Regions from separate parts of the Pan troglodytes genome. Here region 1 is linked to region 2. A link is a contact called in public capture Hi-C data. All regions are on one chromosome and are shown on one strand. Each heading gives the region's core, a stretch centred on a gene start, on an enhancer-like site or on the middle of the called end of the contact. The rest is flanking DNA. Distances are from core to core; before and after follow the strand shown. Region 1 has its middle 37 kb from the start of MDFI. Region 2 has its middle 35 kb from the start of NCR2.

What was found. Capture Hi-C pulls out chosen DNA fragments and counts their contacts.
Region 1: a contact with region 2 is called in a capture Hi-C map of stem cell-derived neural stem cells, with 5 times the contacts expected there. The contact joins two enhancer-like sites. A contact is called at or near these places in 4 of 7 Hi-C or Micro-C datasets (blood, induced pluripotent stem cells and stem cell-derived neural progenitor cells), 1 of 1 datasets of contacts at active chromatin or transcription factors (stem cell-derived excitatory neurons) and 1 of 1 other capture datasets (stem cell-derived neural stem cells).

Annotation. Positions count from the first base shown.
Region 1 is chr5:47,555,533-47,562,699 of NHGRI_mPanTro3-v2.0_pri, forward strand. No RefSeq gene overlaps it. Among named protein-coding and RNA genes, the nearest start is that of MDFI, 37 kb to the left of the region's middle. Within about 2 kb of position 5,264, at least 1 of the 24 cell types and tissues checked has an H3K27ac peak or open chromatin away from gene starts, as enhancers often do. A contact at or near this core is called in stem cell-derived neural stem cells, where this site is marked.
Region 2 is chr5:47,252,979-47,260,052 of NHGRI_mPanTro3-v2.0_pri, forward strand. No RefSeq gene overlaps it. Among named protein-coding and RNA genes, the nearest start is that of NCR2, 35 kb to the left of the region's middle. Within about 2 kb of position 3,968, at least 1 of the 24 cell types and tissues checked has an H3K27ac peak or open chromatin away from gene starts, as enhancers often do. A contact at or near this core is called in stem cell-derived neural stem cells, where this site is marked.

The DNA of each region.
Region 1 (7,167 bases), core at 4,014-6,513, 300 kb after region 2:
GTTTGTTTGTTTGTTTTGTTTTGTTTTTGAGATGGAGTCTCGCTCTGTCACCCAGTCTGGAGTGCAATGGCGCTGTCTCTGCTCACTGCAACCTCAGCCTCCTGGGTTCAAGCAATTCTCCTGCCTCAGCCTCCTGAGCACCTGGGATTACAGGCATGTGCCACCACGCCCAGCTAATTTTTTGTATTTTTAGCAGAGACAGGGTTTCACCATGTTAGCCAGGATGGTCTCTGTCTTCTGACCTTGTGATCCACCCACCTTAGCCTCCCAAAATGCTGGGATTACAAGCATGAGCCACTGCACCCAGCCAGTTCTTTCAGTTCTTTAAGGAATCTCCACACCGTTTTCCATAGTGGTTGTACTAGTTTACATTCTCACCCACAGTGTAAAATGTTCCCTTTTCACCACATCCACGCCAACTTTGATTATTTTTTAATTTTTCGATAATGGCCATTCTTGCAGGAGTAAGGTGGTATTGCATTGTGGTTAGGAATGATTTCAAAGAGAAGAACTGAGGCAGAGCAATTTAATGGAAAGGTACAATATGGAATAGTGTGTGAGCACTCAAGGTCGGACTATCTGCCCCAGCTCCGATTGTGTTGGACGTTGTAAATGACACCACGATGGACATCCTTGAACATAAAACCTTCAAGCACATCTTGGATCATTTCTTTAGGGTAAATTCCTATATTTAACTTGACCTCTTAGTACCTCAGTTTTCTCATCTGTAAAATGGGATTAACAATGATGCCCATATCAGTGGGTTGTGGAATTTAATAAAGCTGTCTGTGCCTGTGTATGTGTGTTACCTAGAACAGTTTCCCACACCTAGTAATTCCATGTTACCAAAAGCTGGATGAATTCGCGGGAGACAAAAACACAGATGTCCCCATATCCCTGTGGTGTTGGCTGATGGTTTCCAGCTAGATTGCCAGCTCCTGGAGCTCAGCGACCAGGAAGGGCACACAGCCCAGTGGAAGCCTGAGGAGAGACAGGTGGCGGGAGGCGGTGTTAACAGAGGCAAAAGAGAGCTCAGAGCACCCAGCTTGTCTTCTGGGCAAAGCGTCTGAAACAGAGAAAATTCAATTGTTGTGATCATGTATTTTTCCCCCAAATTTCATGCTGGTAGAACTACCGGCCAGTAATTACCTAGCAAATTAGAGAATCTACCAGGTCCCCGATTAGGTACCCAAGGACATAATTGGTCCCTAATTAGAAAAAGTTGCCAAATGGGAACAATTATCTCTGTTCTCCATTTCATTTCCTCCCTCCTCGAGCCAAATCTCTCTGCTTCCCTCCCCCAGTGGGTCTTCCTGCTACCCCTTTGGGGTTGGGGGATGGGAGGAGGGAGACGAAGGCTTGTGCCAGTCACACCAGCAGTGCCCACCTTGGAGGTGGTGCTGGGGGCCTCTTCTTTGCATTCCCAGGAGCCCCAGGCACTCCCCACGTTGCTTCCTAAGGGGCTGTTTACTAAACTGTAGGCAAGGTTTAGTCTTATTCATCTGTCTGTTTCCTGATCTAGGTCAGGGCCTGGCATTCAGAAAATGCTTAGAAATGATTGTTGAAGTGCAAGGACGGCTCTGGGTCAGAGTGACGGTGCTGAGTGCCTCCTTCCATTCAGAGAGTAGGGGGCTTACTGCACAACCCTCACTGACCACACGCTGCCATGGCCCAGCAATGCCATCCCGCCAACACCTGGCAGGAAGTCAAGCAGGAGGCATAATCTCTACCAGCCTTCTTCATCCTTTGTTCTGAAGTTGGAAAACATCCCTCTGAGAGGAGGGAATCAGGAAAAGTTTCATGGAGCAGCTGGTGTTTGGTTTGGGAAATTTGGAGTTCAGAGGAAAATCCAACAGAAGCAGTTGCAGAAGGTCAGAGATGGGCACCTCTGGACAGGAGAGGAGCCTTGTTCAGCTGAATGATTGGGGGAACTCAGAGAAGTAGCCAACGGCCAGGCTGGGGATGTGACACAGGGACCACCAAGGATTGTGGGTTTCCTCGCGGAAGCACCAGGGAACTGTCCAGGTCAGAACTTCCTGGAAGGTGGAGCCAATTTGTGCTCATAATACCATCAAGAGTAAAAAGATGAAAAGCAGAAGAAGCAGGCATGAGGCGGCTGCAGCAGGTTGAACAGACACTACAGAAAAGAGGCCGTCAGGGCAGCGATGGCCCCAAGCAACTCTGATTAGATGGCAAGGGCAGAGGGGGGTTAGTAGAAGATCAAACCAAAAGCCTCATCTTTTCTCTTAGTCATGTCCTAAAGAAATTATCCAAGATGTGCTTGAAAGTCTTACGTTCAATGATGTCCATCATGGACGAAGGGAGTGGTAAAAAGACTAGGGACGGCCAGGCATGGTGGCTCACGCCTGTAATCCCAGCACTTTGGGAGGCCGAGGTGGGTGGATCACTTGAGGTCAGGAGTCCGAGACCAGCCTGACCAACATGGAGAAACCCCGTCTCTACTAAAAATACAAAATTAGCCAGGCGTGGTGGCACATGCCTATAATCCCAGCTACTCGGGAAGGCTGAGGCAGAGAATCGCTTGAACCTGGGAGGCGGAGGTTGCAGTGAGCCAAGATCACGCCATTGCACTCCAGCCTGGACAACAAGAGCAAAACTCTGTCTCAAAAAAAAAAAAAAAAGAAAAGAAAAGAAAAGAAAAAGAAAGTTACCCAAAAGCAGATGTAGAGAACCAGGTGCAGTGGCTTAAGAGGGCCTTCCACAAGAACACCACAGGGTAGCATCACTCTGGGGTGAGCAAGCCCTGGTGGTAGAAGAGAGCCTTGTAGGGCCCCAAAGTCGTCATGACCAGGGCCAGTCGGGTGGGGCTGGGGGCAGCAAGTCACTGATCCCAGAACTGGGAGGGGCACAAAAGGAAGTGGGGCCCCCTCCACACCCACTGTCCCCTCTTCCATCTGCCTCCCGCTCCCCCACCTTCCATTCCAGAAGCTTCCAGCAGGAGGGTCTTTCAGGCTTCTCTGAAGAGGGGACTAATTAAACCTTAATTGACACAGCACTAATTAACTTCTTAATTACACGGAACCACATGATTAGCCACGCAGCAGACACTAATTGTTCATTAGGAGGCAGTCCCCTCTGTCCCCCACCCCTTTCCTAGGACCTACCAGCTAAGGTACCTGAGGGGCGCAGAGTTGGTGGCAACCTCATCACCCAGCCCAGTGCCTGAGCCCAGCCTGCTCCAGAGCCTCAGCTGGAATAGCACTCACCACCCTGGCCTGAAGCTAGCTGCCCTTCCATAATCGTGACACAAATGATCACTGAGCGCCTTGGATCCTGGCCTTTGCAGCCCTCCTCCTTCAAACCCCTGGCCAAGATGAGGAGTAAAGCAGGTGTTCCAGAGCGCTGAGTTTCTTCCTCCCTGAGGTGAGGGGAGCCCAGGACAGGCCCAGCTCAGAGAGTGAGAGGGAACCAGCCTTCTCGAAAGGCCCGCCTCACGCCAGTCGCCTCCCACAGCTGAGAATATTGAACCTCCCGATGCCCAACGGAACAGGCCTCTTCCACATTGAGGAGACCGGCTCCACAAAATTGAGAAATATACCCAGGAGGTTCACACTGCGAGTGAGGGGTGGAGCCAGGTCCAAGCAGGTCTTCTCCAAAGCCAAGCTGCTCTCCCCTGGCCCGGCAGCCTCCTGCAGAATTTCCCGGGTCCCACAGTGTTGGAAACTGGGACCTGGGCTGGGAAGGGGACTTGCCCCTTCCATGGAGCCATCTGCCCCCCAGCAACACAGCTTAACTTCTCTGCAGAGCCAGGAGAAGGGAGGGCCCCCAGGGAACAGGAGCAGGCTGCCTGGGCTCAAATTTCAGCTCTTTCCTTCCTAGCAGTGTGGCGTTGGGCGAGTTACTCAACCCCTCTGTGCCTCAGTTTCCTCCTCTGTACAATGGAGACAAGGATAGTACCCTCTCCATAGGCTTGTTGTGGGGATTGGATGAGCAAATGCATGAAAAGTACTCAGAGCAGTGCCTTCTTTGCCAAGCAGGTGCTCCACGAGGGCGGCTGTCACTGTGATCTGGAATGGAGGTTGTTCATACCTCCAAGCCTGTCTGCAGATTTGAGTCCCCCCACTCTACTCTCCCACCCTCAGATTTCCTCTCCTCTGTCTAGGCTTGGGGGCCACTCCCAACAGCTCCACCTTCCTTGTGTCTAGGATGTCACCTCCGGCTCCTGAGACTGCTCCCACCTCTCTATACACCTCCGCACCCAGCCTGTTCTGCTTCCCCAAGGTGGCCCAGCCCTAGCCATTCCATGTGTGTACACAGACGCCCCAGCCCATCCCACCAGGCAGGATGGACAGAAAGGCTACAGACACTTCATAGACCAGTGATCACTCATCTTGCTGCTCCCAAGACAGTCCCAGTTGTCATGTGTTGCCCTGGTGTGATCTTTAATAGTGTCCCCTTCCACTTTCAGAGTCTCCTGATCTGGACAATAAATGCTGTGATCCCTCCTTGGGTAACACCCCCACCCCAGCATGGGCCAAGTGCTTTGCTGGATGTGATTCACACCAACCCTAGAGACACCCCAGCCTGGGAGGCTGCCTTGTTGTCCCCACCTGACCAAAGAGGAAAAAACAAAGGCACAGAGATAAGGGTGGAGGACTTCCCCAAGCCCCGACACTAGGAAGGGGAGGAGGTGGGATGCCAACCCACGTCCCGGGCCTCGGAAGCCATGGCCCTTCCCCTCCTTCCCCACCTAGCCCCCCACCTTCTCTATGCTAGCAAGATAAAAGGGTGGGTGTGTGGGTGAGGAGGGCTAGAGGTTATTTGTGGGGTTGGGGGACAGGAGGCTATTTGTGGGGTTGGGGGACAGGAGGCTATTTGTGGGGAGCTGTTTGCTGAATGTCAAGAACTGCACTACAAATAGGAACAGCCCATGAAAAACACTGAGGGGAAAAAATCTATGATCTCTTCAAGGGGTGGTGAATGAGCTTGTCAGGCCCTGCACAGTTTAATGGACATGAGGCAACAGGGATATTAAGGCCGGTTTGAGGGGAGCCTCAGCTCCTGGCCCACAGCTTATTCCTCATGTAGGCATCTCCAGGAACCAGCCCTGGGGTGCGGCGGTGCTGGCTTCAGGGTGGAGTGGGCAGAGATTTGCTCACTGACCCCTCACCAACTCCTCCATGCTTCTCACCTGTCCAGGTCCCTTTCCAGGGATCCAGGCCTGGTCTCCAGGGCCTAAGCGGGAGCACCCACCTCTTCCCGAACTGGGTCAGGCCCTGGCTCTTGGTGGGAGAGGGGGCAAGGGAGGTGAATCAGATGCCCAGCTCTGGCCCCTGCCCTGAGCATGCTGTGGGCAGTGCCAGCCGCTCCCATCCCCCACAGGTCCCTGTTGTCACTGCAAGAGACACAGCAATTAGGTCAGCCCCCCCTCCAGATGCTCACCCCCTTCTCATTAACTGGAAACTATGACAGTGTAGCAAGGAAGGCCCTCTGGGTGTGTTTCCCATCTGTTGCTCTATTTCTAACACAAGCTGCACATCCCGCCTGGAATTCCTGTGCCTCTTCTCCTTCTCTTATCTAGGCCCTTGTTGTCCTTGGACGAGTTACCGAGTCTCTCTGCACCTTTTCCTCCTCATCTCTAACATGGACATAACCATGGTCACCTCCCAGGGTTCGCAGAAGGCTCACTGGGATAATTCATATAAAGCACGTAGCACAGGGCCTGACACAGAGCAGGAACTCAGTAAACGAAACTACAGTCTTTCAAGGCTCAGCCCTAATCCCGCTTCCTACAGGAGGCCCTCCTTGACTGCCCCAGCCGTATATGAGTGTTCCCTCCTCTGCCTTCCACTGCCTGCTCCTTGGTGCTTGCCACACCCCGAGGTATGTTCCTTTGTTGTAGTTGTACACCTTATCACAACACTCACTGGGGCTTACTACGTGCCAGGCACTAAGTGCTTTACATCTGTCAACTCATTTAATCTGACAGCATCCCTTGAGGCAGAGGCACTCTTATTATCCCCATTTAACAGAGGAAGACAATGAGGCACAGAGAGGTTAAGTAATTTGCCTGACGTCACACAGCAAATAAAGTGATGCAGAGCCCAGGCGGTCAAACGCCAAAGTCTATACTTTTAACCTCTACCGTAATCATAGAATTGATACATATTTTTGGGGGGGAGGAGGAAGGGATGTAGTATATACACATGACAAGTACCCACGGGCTTTGTGGGGTTTCCAGTTTCACTGGCAGGTACACTTAGGGTACTGCACAGGTGCTGTGATGTGTATTCACAGCATGTGTACAGTGTGTGTGCAGAGATGTGTCTAAATACAATGTTGTATGTACAGAGAGCTTAGACGCCACTTGGACAGTGCATGCACACTCATACAATGCATATACGTGCACCCAGTGTGTGATTCTGCCGGGGGTTTGTAGGAGGGCACGTCACAGTCCTTTGTGTGGCTGTCATTCTGCCTTAACAACAGTTAAGTGCTGGGGAGGGAAGTGGAGTAGTGTTTATTTCCCCTTCTTTAGAGATTGAGATGCCGAAGCCTGGAGAGGCTATATGCCTAGTTCCCCATGTAGGAATCTAGGCTTCCTTCTCCATGATATCCTGCTCACCACATGTGAGGGGTGCAAACACCATGTGACACAAGTGCACATCTGTGTGTACACACCAAGCACACCTTGCATATGTGTGTCAGCAATGCGTAGGTATTTGAACAATGCCTTTGTATGCGTCTTTGGGTGCACAGAGGATCTACGTGATCTGTGGGTGATGACTGTGCACATGTGCATGCATGCGTGTGTTTGTGCAGTGAGAGGTGTATATGCATGCATACATAGGAGGAAATATGGGGGCTGGAAAGGTTGCAAAGTAAAAACAGCTGGATTCCAGTCCTGTCTCTGTCACTGCCTAGCTGTGTGATCTTATACAAGTTGCTAAATCTCCCAAGACTCAGTTTCTGTGTCATCAAATGAGAATAACACCTATTTCAGAAGAGTTGGGAGTAGAGTTGGCAGACATAGAGCTCATAGAGCACAGTAGGCGCTCCACGTGTGTGTGCTCTTTGAGAATGTATTTGTGTGCACGTGCATGTGTCTGTGCTGTGCAGGCTGTGTATATGGAGCAGTGTGTATCTGCAGAGTGTAGAAGTGTATGGGGGAGCATAACGGGTGAGTGTGCATGTGTGTGTGTGTGT
Region 2 (7,074 bases), core at 2,718-5,217:
ATTGTGAGTCATATAAACCTTTTTTCTTTATAAAGTATGCAGTCCCACGTATTCCTTTACAGCAACACCAAATGGATTGGGACACTATGAATCTATAATTATTTAAAAGTTAACAGCTTTAAAAATTGATTGTCAAAGTCATTTTGTGTCTGTCTTTTTTACTTTTAAAATATGAATCCATCACTCTAAATGGGGGCTCCTCTGGCTCCTCACAGGGCACTCAGCGTTTGGTGGGGGCAATGACCCCGGGTTTATGCGGACACAATTCCAGAATGTTCTGCAGCCAGATCTTTCCCGAAGTTTCACATCTCTCTTCCAGGACACCTGCTGTCTCTAGAAGGAGCCTCCCTCTGGAGAAGGAAGGAGAGAAGGCAGAAAGTGGCCGCAGCCTAGTGGGAAGGAGACCAGTGACAGCTGCATCCCAGCCCACTAGGGAGCAGCAGAGGATGGAGAATGGTTCTCAGCTCTGCACTGGAGTGGGTGGAATCTCAGGCAGGAGAAGGGGAGAGGCTCTGCCCAGAGACCTTTCCCCAGCCTGACCACTGCAGGTGCAAAAGCAACTTGAGCATTTCCAATGCCTGATAAAGAGGGAGCCCAGCTGGGCTCAGTGGCTCAAGCCTCTAATCCTGGCACTTTGGGAGGCTGAGACTGGAGAATTGCTTAAGGCCAGGAATTAGGATTCAAGACCAGCCCAAGCAACATAGCGAGATTCCATCTCTACAGAGATTTTGAAAATTAGCTGGGTGTGGTGGTGCACACCTGTAGTCCTACTTAGAAGGATGAGGTGGGACCATCACTTGAGCCCAGGAGTTTGAGGCTTCAATGAGCCATGATTGTGTCACTGCACTCCTCTAAATTAATTAATTAAAATGCAACACGAAGGAAAGAGCCCTATGCCAAGCAGAGGTCTCCTGACCTTGGGATTAAAGATGGAGAAGAACTGAGGTCGACTCAGTGTGGTCACCCATTCCATGCTCTTCTTTTGTTCTGTCTGAGTATCTGAGGTCGCAGGAGTGCCCCACTCAGAACAAAGCACCTTGTTCTTCACCTTCAGGGATAAGATTGCTCAAGGAGCCTGAATCTCAGAGAAAGGACAGAGACCTCTAACTCCCCATCCATGCAACATGCATGATAGAGTTACCTAGCTGTCCCTGAACCGGTCTCAACCTGCAGGCCCATGAACCCATCTGAAATGGGCTCAAATGGAGAATGAGAAAGGACCTTGGAACATTCCCAGAGACTAATTTGGGAGCTCAGTACATCAGCTAAAGGTATTTTCTAGATGATTCTTCAGAGCCAAGGAGAGGGAGAGCTCCTGGCCTAGGATGGAAGCCAATATTTTACTCTTCTCACACTCTGTGCACCAAGAAATGGTGTGAATGTGAGAGAATCACTCTGCAATTTTACTAGCTGTATGTTCTTAATCGAAGTGCATTGCCTCTCTTGGCCCCAATTTCCTTATCTAGATAGTATGGGAAATGACAGTTCTCTCTTCTGGAGTTACTCTATTGATTAAATAAAGTAAGTGAGACGCCGTGCAAAACACCTGGCACCTGCCAGGCAATCCGTAAGCCTTTTCCTGCGCCCCCTGTCGGCGCTGGAAAAGTTCTGTATCTTGTATCAACCCCGGCTGCAGTATCCTTTATAACCACCAGGAGGCGGTGTGGGACCACGGAGCCTGCTTTGCCCACAACTAGACTCACTGGGGGAAAGGAGAGAATTCCTCCGCCTAAGGAGCAGCGGAATTGGAGCGTCAGAGAGACACCGGATCTTACCTTCTTGCGCTGGAGTTGCCCACGCTGTCTCCACAGCCCGAAAAAGAACCAGGGTAGGCATAGCAAAGGCAACAGGTGGGACGGGGAGCCAGGGAGTGGAAACGCCGGAGGTCCTCAGGCTGGGGATCCCGAAGTCCTCGCTCAGATTCCGATTCCGGAGGAGGCCAATTCCGGGACCCTATCCATGTCCCATTCCGGGCACCTTCCTCAAAAGTAGGAGTGGGAGGGGCATAAGCCGGTCAAGTATTTCCCGGGCCTTCCGGAGCAATCTTGCCTAAGTGTTCATATTTAACGCATTGGACTGGGAAACATTTGGAGATCATTGATTAAGAAATACTCAAACCTGGGCCGGGCGCGGTGGCTCACGCCTGTAATCCCAGCACTTTGGGAGGCCCAGGCGGGCGGATCACCTGAGGTCAGGAGTACAAGACCAGCTTGGACAACATGGTGAAACCCTGTCTCTACTAAAAATACAAAAATCAGCCCACCGTGGTGGTGGGTGCCTGTAGTCCCAGCTACTCGGGAGGCTGAGGCAGGAGAATCGCTTGAACCTGGAAGGCGGAGGTTGCAGGGAGCCGAGATTGTGCCACTGCACTCCAGCCTGGGCGACAGAGCAAGACTCCGTCTCAAAAATAAAAAAACATATATACTCAAACCTGAAACCCATGGATAAATTAAATTCTCTAGTCTTTGTTTATCGTTTTTGAAAACAAAAATTGCATTTTTTTGACAGGGTTTTACCATTGCCCAGGCTGAATGCAGTGGCACGATCACAGGTCACTGCAGCCTTGACCTCCTGGGCTCAAGCGATCCTCCCACCTGAGCCTCCTCAGTATAGCTAGGACTACAGATGCGCACCACCATGACTGCTAACCTTTTAGTTTTTGTAAAGATGGGATTTCCTTAGATTGCCCAGGCTGGTGATCCTCCCACCTTGGCCACCCAAAGTGCTGGGTTTACAGGCATGAACCACCACACTTGGCCCACATCGTTCTCTTTTTTAAAAAATATTCCAGCCCGGCACGGTGGCTCATGCCTCTAATCCCAGCACTTTGGTAGGCTGAGATGGGAGCATCACTTGAGGTCAGGAGTTTGAGACCAGCTTGGCCAAGATGGTGAAATCCGTCTCTACTGAAAAAAAATTTTGTTAAAAAAAATGCCGGGCCTGGTGGCGGGTGCCTGTAATCCCAACTACTTGGGAAGGCTGAGGCAGGATAATCACTTGAACCCAGGAGGTGGAGGCTGCAGTGAGCCGAGACTGCCCCACTGCACTCCAGCCTGGGAGACAGTGAGACTCCATCTAAAAAAAAAAAAAAAATCCACTGGCTTCCCATCACACCTAGTATATAATTCAAGACACTCTCTCCCTCATCATGGCCTACAAAACACTACAGAATCTGACCCTCCTGACTTTCCATTGACCCTCCCTTTCACCTCCACCCTCTCTCCTCCTTTTTGAGCTCCATTCCAGGCACTTTCCACATCTTAGGCCACTGCATTTGCAGTTCCCTCCGCGGGGACCCTGCCCTTTCAGAAGTCTGCACGGCTCATTCTCTTCTGGGTCTCTGTCTCCTCCCCAAGTTCCTCTCTGGCCCACTTCATCTTTCCTTCACAGCACAAAGGGCTATCCTGCCTGATACCATGTTGTGTGACTGTGTTTATCTGTTTCCTGTCTTTCTGACCCAGGAATGTATAAGCGTCCTGAGGGATGGGATCTTGTCTTCCTGTTTCTCAGTCATTTAATAGGCACTTGCTAAATATTTGTGGAATGAGTGAATGACTTAATTAATCTACATACTGTGGAGGCTCAGGAAGGATCGTGATAGTGACAGCTGTTGGTAAATTTAATTCAATATGTATTGTGCGCTTATTTTGTGCCTACTGTGTGGCATTCGGCATCATCTTGTTGCTGTTATTCATTGTGGTGAAGAGAATACGGCAGCAGGTAAGTCTGATCTGGGCCCAGAGCACAGACCGTAGGCGCAGCTCATCTCTTCATTGCTTTCTCCCCATTCTTGGAGTGGCAACAGGAACCCACACACACACACAGAGAGAGAGAGAGAGAGAGAGAGAGAGAGAGAGACACGGGACAGCCTCCTCTATGCACTGCTTCCTCTTCCCCAGCCCTGCTCCCTGCATCCTTCCCTCTGGTCCTAGTGTCCTGGTGTCTTGAAGATGCTGGGTAGTTAGACCGACATCCCTCTCCCTCTCTCACCCTGGGCTCTGGGACGCTGTCCCTGCTTCCCCAGAGAGCGATCGCCCCGGACTTGTGCCTGTGTTCCGGCCTAGGGCAGCCGGATATCCCCAGCGGAGTCTCAGGACAGCGCACAGGGAAGTACTGGCTTGGAGCTGCGCGTTCCTTGGGCGGCCGGCGGAGGGCGAAGAGCAGGAAGAGCCCGGGGGACGACGGTAGCAGAGTGTTGGGGAGGCCACAGACGCGGACTGCGTGGAGAAAGCACGCGCCCGGGCCGCAGTAGCCGGGCAGGGGGACGGCGGAAAGCAGCCCTCTCTGGAACATTTTATTCTGATCTCCGCAGGACTCCCCCGCGAGCCCCGGCTTGAGCACTCGTGTAACAAGTGTGCGATTGCGCGTGCGACTGGTGTGTGCGCGTGGGCACTTACACGTTCCCGGGGAGGCTGGGGGCAGGAGCTTCACTGTTCACACAAAGAGCGCTTAGAGGAGGAACATTTAAGTTTGAGGGCAAAGAAAGAAAAAAGAGTTAAAGGTTTAGGAGATGGGGGAGGAGATGGGGGCTTAAGGACGCGGTGTTGCCGCGGCTCAGCCATCGGGGCCGGAAGCTCGGGGAGGGAGAGCGCCTGGGCCCGCTTCTCGCCTATTCTACGCAGAACTTTTCTCTCCTCCTTCTTCCCTCGCTCTGCCTCTCTCGGGGCGGTCTCCGGGGACTGTCTCTCACATCCATTCTCCTTTCCTCCTTGATTTATGCTGCAGAGTGGAACGACCTTCCCTGACCTCATTTTCATGTCGGCGCGAGCACACCCGGAGCCGGCTACGCACATTCCGGAGGAGGCGCGCGCTGACACGCACACACACACACACACACACACTCGAGACACTGCAGGGCCCTGCCCATCCTCGAGTTCACACCAGCCCCGCCACTATTATGGGCACTGCCGGGGCTGTGGACGCTCAAAGAATAGATCCTCATTAGCATCTTGCTTTGAATATCATTTGCATTTTATTCATTTCATGTCAAAACGCTCAGAACTCTCCCCAGCCCGCACCTTCCCCAGAGCTTGGGAGTCATGGGTTTCCAGCTCAAGCCCCTTCTCTGTGGGCCCCACGCTTGCTGGCTACCCCCACCCCACCTACCCTGCGCCACAGCCCCCACAAAATGAATTGACGTCTCCTAAGCTCTTGGCAAGTTCCATCTCCTGCGCTAGGGTGCATTGTCTCATCTAATCCTGACAGCAACTCAAGGAGCAAAGCACCATACTATACCCATTTGAGAGTCGAGGAAACTGAGTCACAAAGGTGACTTGACCAAGGTCGTGGAGCTAAAAACCGAGGAGGAGAAACTGAAACCCAAGGCGACCAAACACCAAACCCAAAGAGCTTAACCACTTCGCTGCCCCGGCTCAGGCAAGGTCAAAGCTAAGGTATGATAACTCTGGCAGGAGAAAGTCTGTTTTCCTACGTGGTAGAAAGTCCTTGGGCCCGCCACGACCCTTCCCCCATCCCGGCCGCTGGGGCACCGGGGCACATTCCCAGTGCGGGCGCTCGCAGCACCACCTCGCCTGGCCGCCCCCAGTCCCGACCCCTTCCTAGCGCTGGATCGGCCGGGTCCGGCCGCCGTGCTCGCGGGGTCGTCCGTCGGCGCTGGCTAGTTAAGAAAAATAAACAACGTTCCAAATGAAGGCGATTCCTTTCAACCCAAGCTCCGCCGCCTGCCAGAGAAATGCAAACAGCGGGGTACGGCCGGAGTCCGCCCCAGCCCCCGCGCCGGAGCTGCGGGTGGCAGGGTCGGGCCGCGGTAACCCGAGCCGCCGCGCCGGCTCCCCGCGCGCTGCCCTCCGCCTGCCCCTTCGCCCCTGACCCCGCCGTCGGCGCGCTGGGCCTGCGCCCGCCATCCCCAGCGCCCCCCACCGGGCCGGGACCTCCGCCAGCGGTCCTCGGCGCCCTTCCTGCCCCCTCCCCACAGCGGTCTCGGCCCCATCACGAACCGCCACCCTGGGATCCCCAGCCCTCCTGCGCCCTCGAGGCCACCGGGCTCCTGCGAGCAACGCTTCCCTGCGGCGACCGCGCGCTGGGATCACTCAACACCAAGAAAAAAAAAAGGACTGGGAACGACAGAAACCTGCCTTAGCGAACTATCCCCTAGTGGATCGGGCGTGGGGGGCTGCTTCCAGATAGGACCCCTGCTCACCCTGCAGGGTGCGGCCGGGACAACTACGGGCGCCACTGCGGAAGGCCTGACCTGATCCGGCACGGTGTGGCCACCGTGGGCCCACAGAGGGTGAAGGGGTAGCTTATGCTGAGTGGGGGTGTCCACCTGGACAGACCAGGCGAGCCTCGCTCCTGGTGCGGGAGCTAGTTTTCCCTGGATCTTCCGCGGCAGAGAAGCCTGCGTCCGGGACCAGCAGAGTGAGCCGACCGGCGGATGCAGTTGACCCCATTCGCGTCCAAACTTCACTTCGAGGAAACGCAGCCCTGCGCGTAGTCCACGCAGGACGCGACAGCGCCACCCTCGTTTGTACGGCTGCGCGAATGACTCGAGAGAGTCGCGGTGGCTGCACGTGCGTGCGCAAAGCGGGAAGGAGTCAGAAACAGTCCCGGGCGCAGAGCGAAGAAATCCTGGGACCTCGGCAAGAGGGCCTCACCACTGGAGATGGGGTAGCTACGCCGTGTGGCGGGGGGAGGGGTGGTAGGGGGCGCCTAGCCAGTTGCAGGGGCCTCGGGACTTTCCATGGCCTCACCCCTCTTCTAGGACACGTGGCCAGCGTCCTCCAGGCCACCACTGGGGATGAGGGTGCTCGAGCCTCGGTGCCCAGAGTGTTGGGAGGAGCGGCGGCGCACCCGCTTCCTCCGAATTCCTGCATCGCAACGCTGGGCCGCACCGAAGGCGGTAGGATGTGCCAGGCGTAAAGCTCCGATTGGCTTCGAGAGAGTCGGGGGCAGGCGAAGACGCGGACCACGCGGGCTTCCTGTCCTCTTTATTCCCAGCTCCTTTTCGCGGGATAAGAGTGTCTGACGGCTTAAGTGCAGTCTCCCTGCGTCCCTGCCTGAGCTTTCCAGCTCCCAATTACTTCGCGGGATTGGGAGCCGAGCGCTCTCCCTGGA